Regions from separate parts of the Zea mays genome. Here region 1 is linked to region 2. The links are chromatin contacts, called in public Hi-C maps. All regions are on one chromosome and are shown on one strand. Each heading gives the region's core, a stretch centred on a gene start, on an enhancer-like site or on the middle of the called end of the contact. The rest is flanking DNA. Distances are from core to core; before and after follow the strand shown.

The links. A called contact is a pair of places that touch in the nucleus more often than the background predicts.
Region 1: a Hi-C map of tassel shows a contact between it and region 2, with 2.3 times the contacts expected there. The contact joins the promoter of LOC100382571 here to the promoter of LOC100383277 in region 2. A contact is called at or near these places in 2 of 25 Hi-C or Micro-C datasets (leaf and tassel).

The regions. Positions count from the first base shown.
Region 1 is chr2:231,530,449-231,535,442 of Zm-B73-REFERENCE-NAM-5.0, reverse strand. It overlaps LOC100382571, which reads right to left and starts at 3,335. Exons shown (of 10, transcript NM_001175303.1): 1 at 2,949-3,335; 2 at 2,652-2,792; 3 at 1,004-1,116; 4 at 560-639. The coding sequence starts at 3,215. LOC103648057 (a long non-coding RNA gene) reads left to right here and starts at 3,426. Exons shown (of 2, transcript XR_002267445.2): 1 at 3,426-3,906; 2 at 4,040-4,752. It overlaps LOC103648058 (a long non-coding RNA gene), which reads left to right and starts at 1,150. Exons shown (of 2, transcript XR_563212.3): 1 at 1,150-1,601; 2 at 1,720-2,082.
Region 2 is chr2:231,381,926-231,386,900 of Zm-B73-REFERENCE-NAM-5.0, reverse strand. It overlaps LOC100383277, which reads right to left and starts at 1,299. Exons shown (of 2, transcript NM_001361984.1): 1 at 926-1,299. The coding sequence starts at 1,164. LOC100274646 reads right to left here and starts at 4,181. Exons shown (of 2, transcript XM_008672558.4): 1 at 3,980-4,181; 2 at 3,553-3,853. The coding sequence starts at 4,076. The coding sequence ends at 3,681.

The DNA.
Region 1 (4,994 bases), core at 2,086-4,585, 150 kb before region 2:
TAGAGGTCGACCAACTTTGACGTGGACAGAGGCTGTGAAGAGAGACCTGAAGGAGTGGAATATTGACAAAGAGCTCGCCGCAGATAGGAAGGGGTGGAAGTGTGCAATTCACGTGCCAGAACCCTGATTGATAGTTTCGCTTTTCCTCCTTAATCGTTTGACCTTTTCTTGTGTCCATTTTAGATCTTGCTGGTCCTTGTGGGTTTTATCTCTTTTATGTGTTTCCCCGTTTCGTTGTTTTCGGTTCTCCTTTGCCTTTGTTTCCCTTTTCTGTTCTTTGGGGGTTGAGCTCTGAGGTTTTCATACGGGGTTTCATCTCTAGCCTACCCCAACGTGCTTGGGACAAAAAGGCTTTGTTGTTGTTGTTGTTGTTGTTGTTGTTGGGAGCATACCACACACAAATAAAAAAGTAGATGTTCTTAAAAATATTCTGACAATCACTGAACCTTGCCAAATATACCGTTCTTATTGTTCATAGAATAAGAAAAATTGTGGAAAAGAAGAGGCGTATGAAGTAGCCAAAAGATATAATTAAATACCACAGAGAAGAGACAGGTACCATTTTTGTCTTGCCTTACTTGATTAGCATCCATAAATAGCAGTAATCTGATTGTATCTGCATTTCCTTTGTAGGCAGCCCTGTAATGTTATAGAATATATAAGGTTACATTACATCAAACATGGACATGTAGATAAAAGTATCCAATGAGTGGAAGTCTCAACACAGAAGTTTGGTAGACAGTAAATTAACTGACTCTTCAGGACTGTGGTTCCAGTCCTTCAATCATACAACTGAGTGCACAGCACTATATCACACACATGCACAACAGCACAAAGACAATTTCTGAGTGAATCCATTACCGTGAGAACAATTTGAGACACGATTTGAAAAGAATATAGAAAATCCTATTAAACTGTATGCTGCATTTTCAGGGTGACATTGATACCAGAACCTGGGAAAACATGCATTCGAAAAGTAGAGGATCAATCAATAATCATGTACCAGTGCAAAGCGCTCCTCCCATCAATGTCCAAAGCATCAAAATCTGCACCGTACTTTGAGATGATGTGATGCAAGAATGCTGTTTGGCCATACTGAGATGCAACGTGGACTGCCTGACAGAATAATCAAAGCAGGGAACAGTCAAACAGAAGATTCCGCTTCAACCATATAGATGATTTGCCTGTGGTTAGGAACTGAACATATAATCTTTTTCACCAGCAATAAAGGAAAGCTGAAAACATGGTTATAGAGGCAGCAAGTCAAGGTGTGGCGACTAACTACCGCCTTGCGCTTAAGTGACTAAAGCGTGAGGCGAATCAACACCTAAATTAATAAAAAACTAAAAACAGCAGCATAGAGCAGTAGGTGAACAAAAAAGAAAAGGAAAAAAGAAAAAGAAAGGGGCCTGGTAAGAAGTGGGCTGGCCCAGCCCACCAGGCAGCTCATGTGCTCCTCGCCTCCTCCCCCACCTGGTGTGGCTTTGTTAAACTCCAAATCCCGACCCCCTTCAGTGTCGCCGCTTCTTCTCTCACGCGTTCTCCACTGCTATTCCGCCTCCACCCAAGTGCCTGCTCTGCTTCCCTCCGCTCCTCTCCAGGTGCGCTGCTCTGCTTCCCTCTCCGGATGTGCTGGTCTGCTCTTCCCTCCGCCCCTCTGCTTCCCCTTCCTCTCTGGTCAGTGCTCTCAAATTGACAGACGAAGCCGTCCCCTTCCAGATCAAGCAATTCATGAGTGGGAGATGGAAGAGATCTAGCCAGCAGAAGAAAAATCAAGCAGGCCACCAGCAGAATCGATGAGGAGACAGCGGAATCTAGGGGGCATAGGCATGCGAATAAGGCGACGAGGCATCACCTAACCCCTGAGGTGACCTTCGACCGCTCTGGCGCTTAAGCACCGCTTAAGTGATGCCTTAATAACAATGGCTGAAAAGGTGCTCCAAAGATGAGCTATCCAACCTAAAAGCAAAATTCCGAATGATGTGCTGTAAAACTGTATTCTGTAATAGCATATATTTATTATTTTTCTATTCAGTCCATTTTCTTCCCTTTCAGCACAAACAGAAAAATTAATCTGCAATTGGTTCTGTTGCAAATGATTTATTATTAAACAAAATGGCAGGCTGCTACTTCATGAGAGAATGCTTAGTTGGAAGTTGGGACCAACGAGTACTCATGTATTTTTTCTACTGGATTTTCTAGATTGTCATCAATGGTGAAACACAGTGACCGTACACCTGATTCGGCAAAACCAGACAATCAACGCAATCCTGCATTTTTTTAATGGTCAAACAAACGTGGTAAACCTCTAAAACCCATCCCCGCAGGCTATCGCAAAACGACCATGGTAGCCTCACCAATCAGATACTAAGGGGCTGATTGGTTCAAGGCCAATAGGCCACGATTTGACCAAGCTTGATTTCAAATTAAAGTTACACTATACAACAAAATTTTCATCTACATAGTTTATTTGACCATGCCTAAGTTATATATAAGTAATTTATTGTTTAGCTAATGGTCAGATATTGACCAAAGTTTGGCCTCGGCACCTAAGGCCTTGAACAAATCAGCCCCCAAACCCAACACAAACACAGGGACAACAAAATTAAAATTCGATTTGTAAATCAAGAAAGACAAGGGTGCCGCATTACCCGGAAGCCATTGACGTCGGCGGCCTCGACCCTCGCTCCGTGCTCCATCAGCACGTCAGCCACGGAAGTGGACCCACGCACGGCCGCCCAGTGCAGCGCCGTCTGCCGCGCGTGGTCCGTCGCATTAACGTCGCCACCGTGCTGCGGAAACCGAGCAATCCCATCATCAGCGAAGCTATAAGGTGAGCACGAGATGCTGGAATGAATAAGCGCCGATTCGAAGCAGCGAGGAAGCAGGATAGCGGCATGGACGGAGGCTGAGGCGCGGGGTGGGGGGAAGCCGAGTCCGAGCCCGACCTCGACGATGTAGAGCGCGACGTGGGGGTAGTTGTTGAGCGCGGCCCACTGGAGCGCGTGGTAGCCGTTGCCGTCGGGCTCCCTGAGCGCGGTGGCGGCTCCCCCCTGCTCCACGAAACCGCGGAGCCGCTCCAGGTCCCCATACGCCGCCGCAGAGTACACGTCCACCACGGGGTCCGGCTCCCCCGCGCCTTGCTGCTGCTGCCGCCGCCGCTCCTCGTCCTCGTCCCGCCTGCCGCCTTCGGATACCACCTCGATCTCCGCCATGAGCCCCGGACGGAGGAAGGTGGGGAGCGGGGAAGCTAGGGTTGGAGGCTTGGAGCAGGATCAGCCGCGCTTCCTTCGAGGCGACGCGATGGGAGAGGGTTGGAACGGTGGTCAAGGGGCTGACGAAGGGGTGGAAATTTTGGTTGGGAACAACGACCACCGACAAAGGGACGGACAGCACCCGACGAACCGGGAGAAATTTGCAAGTCCGGCTTCGACGAATTGGAGGATTAGGAGAGAGATTCTCCGTTATAAAAAACTATAGGACAACTCACACTCTAAAATAGACATGACTACTCTATTATCAGGTAACATCGAGGATTAAACTAATGATACTCACGTCGTCTCTACATCTATTACCCTTCTCCCTATTCTCGCTACCAGACACGCACCCTAGCCGCCGCCGTTCTTTCCTCTTGCTGCGCAACCCTAACCGCGGCACCCTAGGTGCCTCACTCAAATCCCAGAGATGGATTGAACTGCTCCGGTCGTCGCTGTTGCAGAAGCTGTTGATGCTACTCGTGCTGCGGTTGTTGCAGCTGCGGAGGCCAGATGTGCGGCGTTGGTTGCTGAGAAGGAGGCACGTGCGGCTGTTGAATCTGCCACTATTGCAGCCGATAAGGTTCAACTTGTCGTCTCTGCTGTGAAGTATAGAAGATTTGTTGAAGATGACTCCATGGTGGAATCATTGGTGACTGATTTTCTTTCTCTCTTATTTTGCTGCATAGGGTTTAGGGCTGCTGTTCATTCAAATTAGGGTTAGTTCTTCACAAGCATGGTAACTTAGTCATCCACTTGACCAACAACTAGTTTAATATGTACAGGAACATGTTGATTTGAAGTATCACGTTAGCATCAAGAACTTACTCCGATATGTCATTCAAGAGATGAGGAGGCAATCTTCACTTTTACATACCATTAATAGGCTGTGTTGTAGCATCCCAGGAGTTGAAGGGGGTAAGGTTGTAAAACTTGCTGGCCATTTGAAGGAAGTGTGAAAGAGTCTCGAGAAGACTTCAAATGTGTGTGAAGAAGATCTGGACAACAAATGTCCTGGTTGGGACCTTGATCATCCCCTTCAGATGTTGAAGACCACTCTAACCCTTCTCATGTTGAGGACCAAGTGGATGGATATGTGTCAGAAGATCCGGAGCTGTGGGAAATGGTTTTTTAAGACATGAAGTGGGAGGAGAACAAAGTGGTTGTCTCTTTGTTCGAGCATTGTCGTATTATGGGCTACGACTACGACCAGATTTATGATCGTACTGTTTAAGTTGCCAAGACTACTAGTATGTTTCTTCTGTGGTTCTATCTTTTGTGGTCATGAGATGAACTTGTAACCAGTTTGTGTCATGAGATGAACTTCTAACCAGATATGAAGACTTTTGTGATGTCAAGACTATGTACTTGTAACATCTCTCTGTGATGTGGTTGTGTTTATGTAAGACTATCTATGTATTCAAGACTATCTATGTAGTTAGTTGTTTTCAGTTAATGTATCAATGTGTTCAGTTAATGTATCAGTGCGTTATGGTAATGTTCAGATTCTGGGAACTGTTTCTAGGAACTCCATGCCAGAACTGTTTTCCAGTTCAGATTCTGGGAACTACTTCTAACCAGTTAGTTGTTTTCAGTCAATGGTCTCATGTAACCTGGCAGCAAGCACGCACGCCAGAACTGTTTTCCAGACAGCAAGCACGCCAGGTTCCCAGACAGCAAGGACGCCAGAACTGTTTTCCAGTTCAGATTATGGGAACTACACGCCAGAACTGTTTTTTA
Region 2 (4,975 bases), core at 50-2,549:
ATGGCCTAGACAGAAGGTGGCGCGCAGGATATCGATCTCTAAGAGAGAGCGGGTCACATGGAGGGAATTTTTTAACCAAGCCCAAAATTCGTCTCGAGGGAGATCGAAACTAGGACCTGAAGATGCTACTCATAAGGCTTAACCATTAGACTAGAGGCACTTTCGCTGGCAATGCTACTCGTGATCCAAACCTATTACTTACAATTCTCATTCAATAAATTTACCTACAACATGAACAAACCAAAACTAAATCTTATCTCAGGAGACCCTGTCTATGCGTTTTTTTTTGTGCATATGCACAATAAATATTTTTGTTAACTTTACCAAATCATGTCGCCCGTGCGATTACTCTTATAACAGCATGGGCAGTGGTCCGTCGAATGATTTCACTACTGGCACCATTGACCGCTGCTCAAAGGCAGGCTGCGCACCAGATCGACACCTAAGAATCACTCAAATTGATACCCGCAGTCTAAAAATATTATGGTACGGGAGGCCATGCTTTGACTAAAGCATCACAAAATCCGTGGCTCACAGAACCGTCCAATCAAAAGCCACGACCGCATACTAGAATCCGTAGCAAGAAAGCAAGCACCCGCTCTGCTTATTTCTGGCTTTTGCCCGCAAGCATCGTGAACACGCACGCCATTTGGTCAGAAGATTGAGAACCTAATGCGAACGTGCGATGGGATGTAGCTTTACTATGCGGATCCTGAAATCTAGAGATGACTGCACGGAACGGACACCGTACCACGGTTTAAATAAAAGGAAAGAAAACGCTAAAAATCCTGCCGCAACGAGCAGCGGCGACTCGAGGTTCCAGCTCCCGCTCCCGAACGAGGCGCCGAGCGAGCGGCATTCCACAGCATCCCGGATTGCCAATCCCCAAGCACAGAAAAACAGAGCGGAGGCCGAGGTCACTGACCAGTTCCGCCCGAGCACCTCGTGCGCGCGGTACCCCGTGGCGGCCTCGAAGGCGGCGTTGACGTAGATGACGGGGAAGTCGACCTCCGCCGCGTCCGCCACGAGGATCGCTGCCGGCCTCGTTTCGCCGGGCCCCGCCTCCGGCGCCCCACACGGCCACCCCGGCTCATCTTCCGCCTCCCCGTCCACTTCCATCCCCTCCTCGTCCTCGTCATCGTCCTCCTCCTCCCACAGCCTCATCCGCTTCACCGCCACGACGCCGCGACGCCCCGCGTCGTCGGAGGCCGGTCGCCGCCCCGCACACCCCCTTTCTCTCTCCTCGGCGTGCGCCAGTGGTTTGGCTGGTTTGGTGCGGGGGGAAATGGAGATTCTGCAAGTAGGAGGGCGGGGAGATATTTGTGCGCCTGGCTTTTATTGGCGCGGAACAAGCCGGAGAAAAGGGGCGTGGTTGCGGGTTATTTACGAGACCTGCCACGCGGGGCTGGCGAAAATATCTCCCGCGGAGGCGAAGGGTGGGTCCCTGGAGGCGAGGGAGAGCGCCAGGTGGGGCCGGTGGACCAGAAACTGGATCCTCCGATCCAACGGTGCACCGTCGGTTTCCTTCGCTTCGCAGGGAAGAAGCTGTCGTCAACGTCAAGCGCTGGGTAGTGGCCAGTGGGGGACTGCCGAGTACAACGGCCGGTGGCACTTGGCAGCGCACTGCACACCCAACAATACTCCTTTTTAGAAATTGGAATATATATATATATATAAGTGATAATTTTATCTGTTTATGAAAGAAATTGCTTTTATTCAACTTTTTTCTTAATAACTTCGCATTTTAATTTTTATCTTAATGTGGGAACAAAACTGCTCTCTCGAGCTGTCCACATGCATCACCATTTTTGTTCTCCTCTGCCCGATCGAGAATCAACGATCAACTTGCCTTTCAATGACTCGATGCACGGTGTCATTTCATGCCACATGTCCCACTAGCGCGCACCTGAAAGTGGTTTACTTCTTGTACATTGGTCTTACGTCCTTACTATTAAAAGTCGTATAGAGGGGACTTGAATAGATAAAATTTATAATCTTAAACATAAACTCAAACCCCGGTTAGGTGTTAGAACGAGAATTAACAGCTTGTTCGCTGCGGCTTGCTGCGGCTGCAATCCGGCTGCGGCTGCGGCTTCTACAGTATTTTTCTCTCTATGGATTGCAGCTGCAGCAGTCCAAACAGCTGCAACAGTGTCGGCTTGCAGCCTGCCGAACACGCCCTAAATCAATCGGAAGGGGACGGGAGTTGTTCTTCATGCTAGAGTTGCTCAAATGATTGTGGAATTACTTTAAAAACAACTTAAATGGTATAGGATCAAGCGCAAGTAAGAGAACTAGAGATAGGGGAAGGAAGAAACAAATCACAATAAAAAATCAACACAAAGAACACAGGCAATTTATTTTCTGAGGTTCGTCTCGAAAGAACCTACGTCCTCATTAAGGACTCCATTTAGGATGGGTCTTTTTCAATTATTTCCCTCTCTAATAATGAGTTATCATTTATTTTTTGAGATTTTTTTATCACTTAAGGTAGTTTGTGCTTAACTTAAAATTTTATATTTTTAATAAATATTTTGAATAAGACGAGTGGTTAAATTTTTTAAAAAAAAATAAAAATTCAACGATGTCATATATTTGTAAACGGAGGTACTATCGTATATGCACATGCTCCCATATCTCTCGTCACGGCAAGCACAGCTGCGCTAGTAGCATACTCCATCCAAAAAGATACTGGTACATTTTTTTAATATGTAGCTTCCACTTATAAGAATATAATTTGCCTTTTTTTCCTTGTATTCCTTCTAAAATATTAAAGGTATATATAGCTTCCGCTTATAAGAATATCATTATGATATAGGAGTTTTTAGCATATTATTTTGGTGCCTTAGATATAAGTATTAGTTTTATAGAAACATAATAGCCCATCTGTCGGATAAGCTCATCTACGAAGCAAGGGCCGAGCCGCCAGGACCAGAAGTCAAAGAGTCTAGACTAACCCTTCCTTCTGTCCACTGGCCGCCAAAATATCCCCTGAATAGCCGGCGTCACCTGAGGGCAGAACCGTCACCGCCAACCTGTATGGATAAAGATGTCGCCAGCCCTGCCCGATCCACTGATCTACTCGGCACGGCGCGCGGCGCCCGAGGTATATCTCTCATGAGTTTTTTTAATGGCAACTATTGCTATGCAAGCAGTCATTCTTTGTAAGCGTGCAAGCAAATTATCTGATTTATTAAATTATGATCCAATCACAGATACAAATATACAATCATAGTTTATTAGGAGTTTTTTTATAAAGAATATTAAGCTGATGGTAGAATGATTTAAGTGTTAAATGTGACTTATGGTTGGATCATGATCTAATAGATCAGATAGTTTGCTTGCGCTTGCAAAGAAGAACTGCTTACATAGCAATTGTTACCTTTTTTTTAATATGATATATATATAAATGACCGAGAGCGAGCGTGTTTGCTTCTGGACATCTCGTGTCGTGACCACCTAATCCTGTAGGAGAAAGCATACACACCGCCGCGTCTCAATACAGATACACTACTGTCTACTGGACATAGAGCATACAGCGCTACTAGCAGATCGAAACAAAACAGATTCTTTTATTTCAGAACTTGCACCACACAGGCAGGCAGACAGACAGAGAGATGGATGATCCATATACATGCACCAGCACACAACACTACACGCTGCTATTGTTATTATTCTAACTAATGGTAGCAGCAGCACATTTTGCGCACCTCCCTCTCGTCACACCAGCCACCGTCACTGTAACCGTGCGACATGCAGACGAAGCGGCAGTTCTGGCGGTCACAGTGGTCCTCGGAGTAGGGCGAGAAGCAGGGCCTTTTCGGCGCCGGCGTCTTGGGCGGCTTCCCGATACCTGCACACACACATCGTCGTCCAAGCGAGCGAGAGAGATCGGCATGGTTAATTATCAGATATATAATTATCGCCGGTATATATATAATTAGAAGAGTGGAGATCGATCGAAGGCGCGCCTACGTACAGCCGCCGGCTTCGTAGCATGGACACAGCGAGGACAGAATGACAACCGCCAACAGAACGGCGGCGACGATGACCGTCCTGCTCTTCATCACCGCCATAACCAAAACGACCAAGCTCTTCGCTTGTTGCGACGAGCGAGAGCTAGCTAGTGATCCAAGAGCGGTTATATAAATGCTTTGTTTGTTCGGATCTTCGTCCACGGTCTCCCTTGTTTTATATAGAAGACGAGTCCATATCTCTAGCGCATCTGGTTTGTGCCAGAAGATCTAGCTGTAGATATAGAAAGAGATACAGAGATTTTACATAGTGATATAGTTATAGAAATAGATATTGCAATGGCATATATTGTTGTTGATATGATACGATATACGATGACGTTCGTTACACACTGGTAGAAAAAGGACCTCGAAAAAAGTGTCAAAATGAAAGCGGTACAGCTTCAAAAGTTATTCAACTTTGTAATTGACAACGTTTTTATTTAAATTCGTTTCCGGTCTCAAACAAGCAATTTACACTCAGTTGTTTGTAATATATAGACAACAAAACTATCAACACAACTAGGCACAAAGCATGTCATAAGCAGAGTGGTAGCGGAGGGTACACGCGAGGGTGAGGTTGGGGGGGGTCGATTCCTAACAACCGTGTAGCGCACGAATTTTACGCGAAAAGTTCGGGGTTCGATTTCTAACAACCGCGCAGCGCGCGAATTTTACGCGAAAAGTGCCGTGACTTGTGACTTTGACGGAGATATTAGACTTTAATCTTTGTCTACGAACTTTTTCCTGTTTTTAAAACCCTTTAATGTTTTTGAAAATAATTTTCCCTGGGGTTTTATTATGTCGAATGTAAGTAAAAATCGATTTCCACTGACGATTTTCTTAACTCTAACCGTCAGTGTAAATCGATTTTCACTTGCGGTCCTCAGTTGTTCGCCTGTAAAAATGATGATTTCTACAAGCCTCTAACACCGACGGTTCTAAGAAACGCTAGTGAAAAT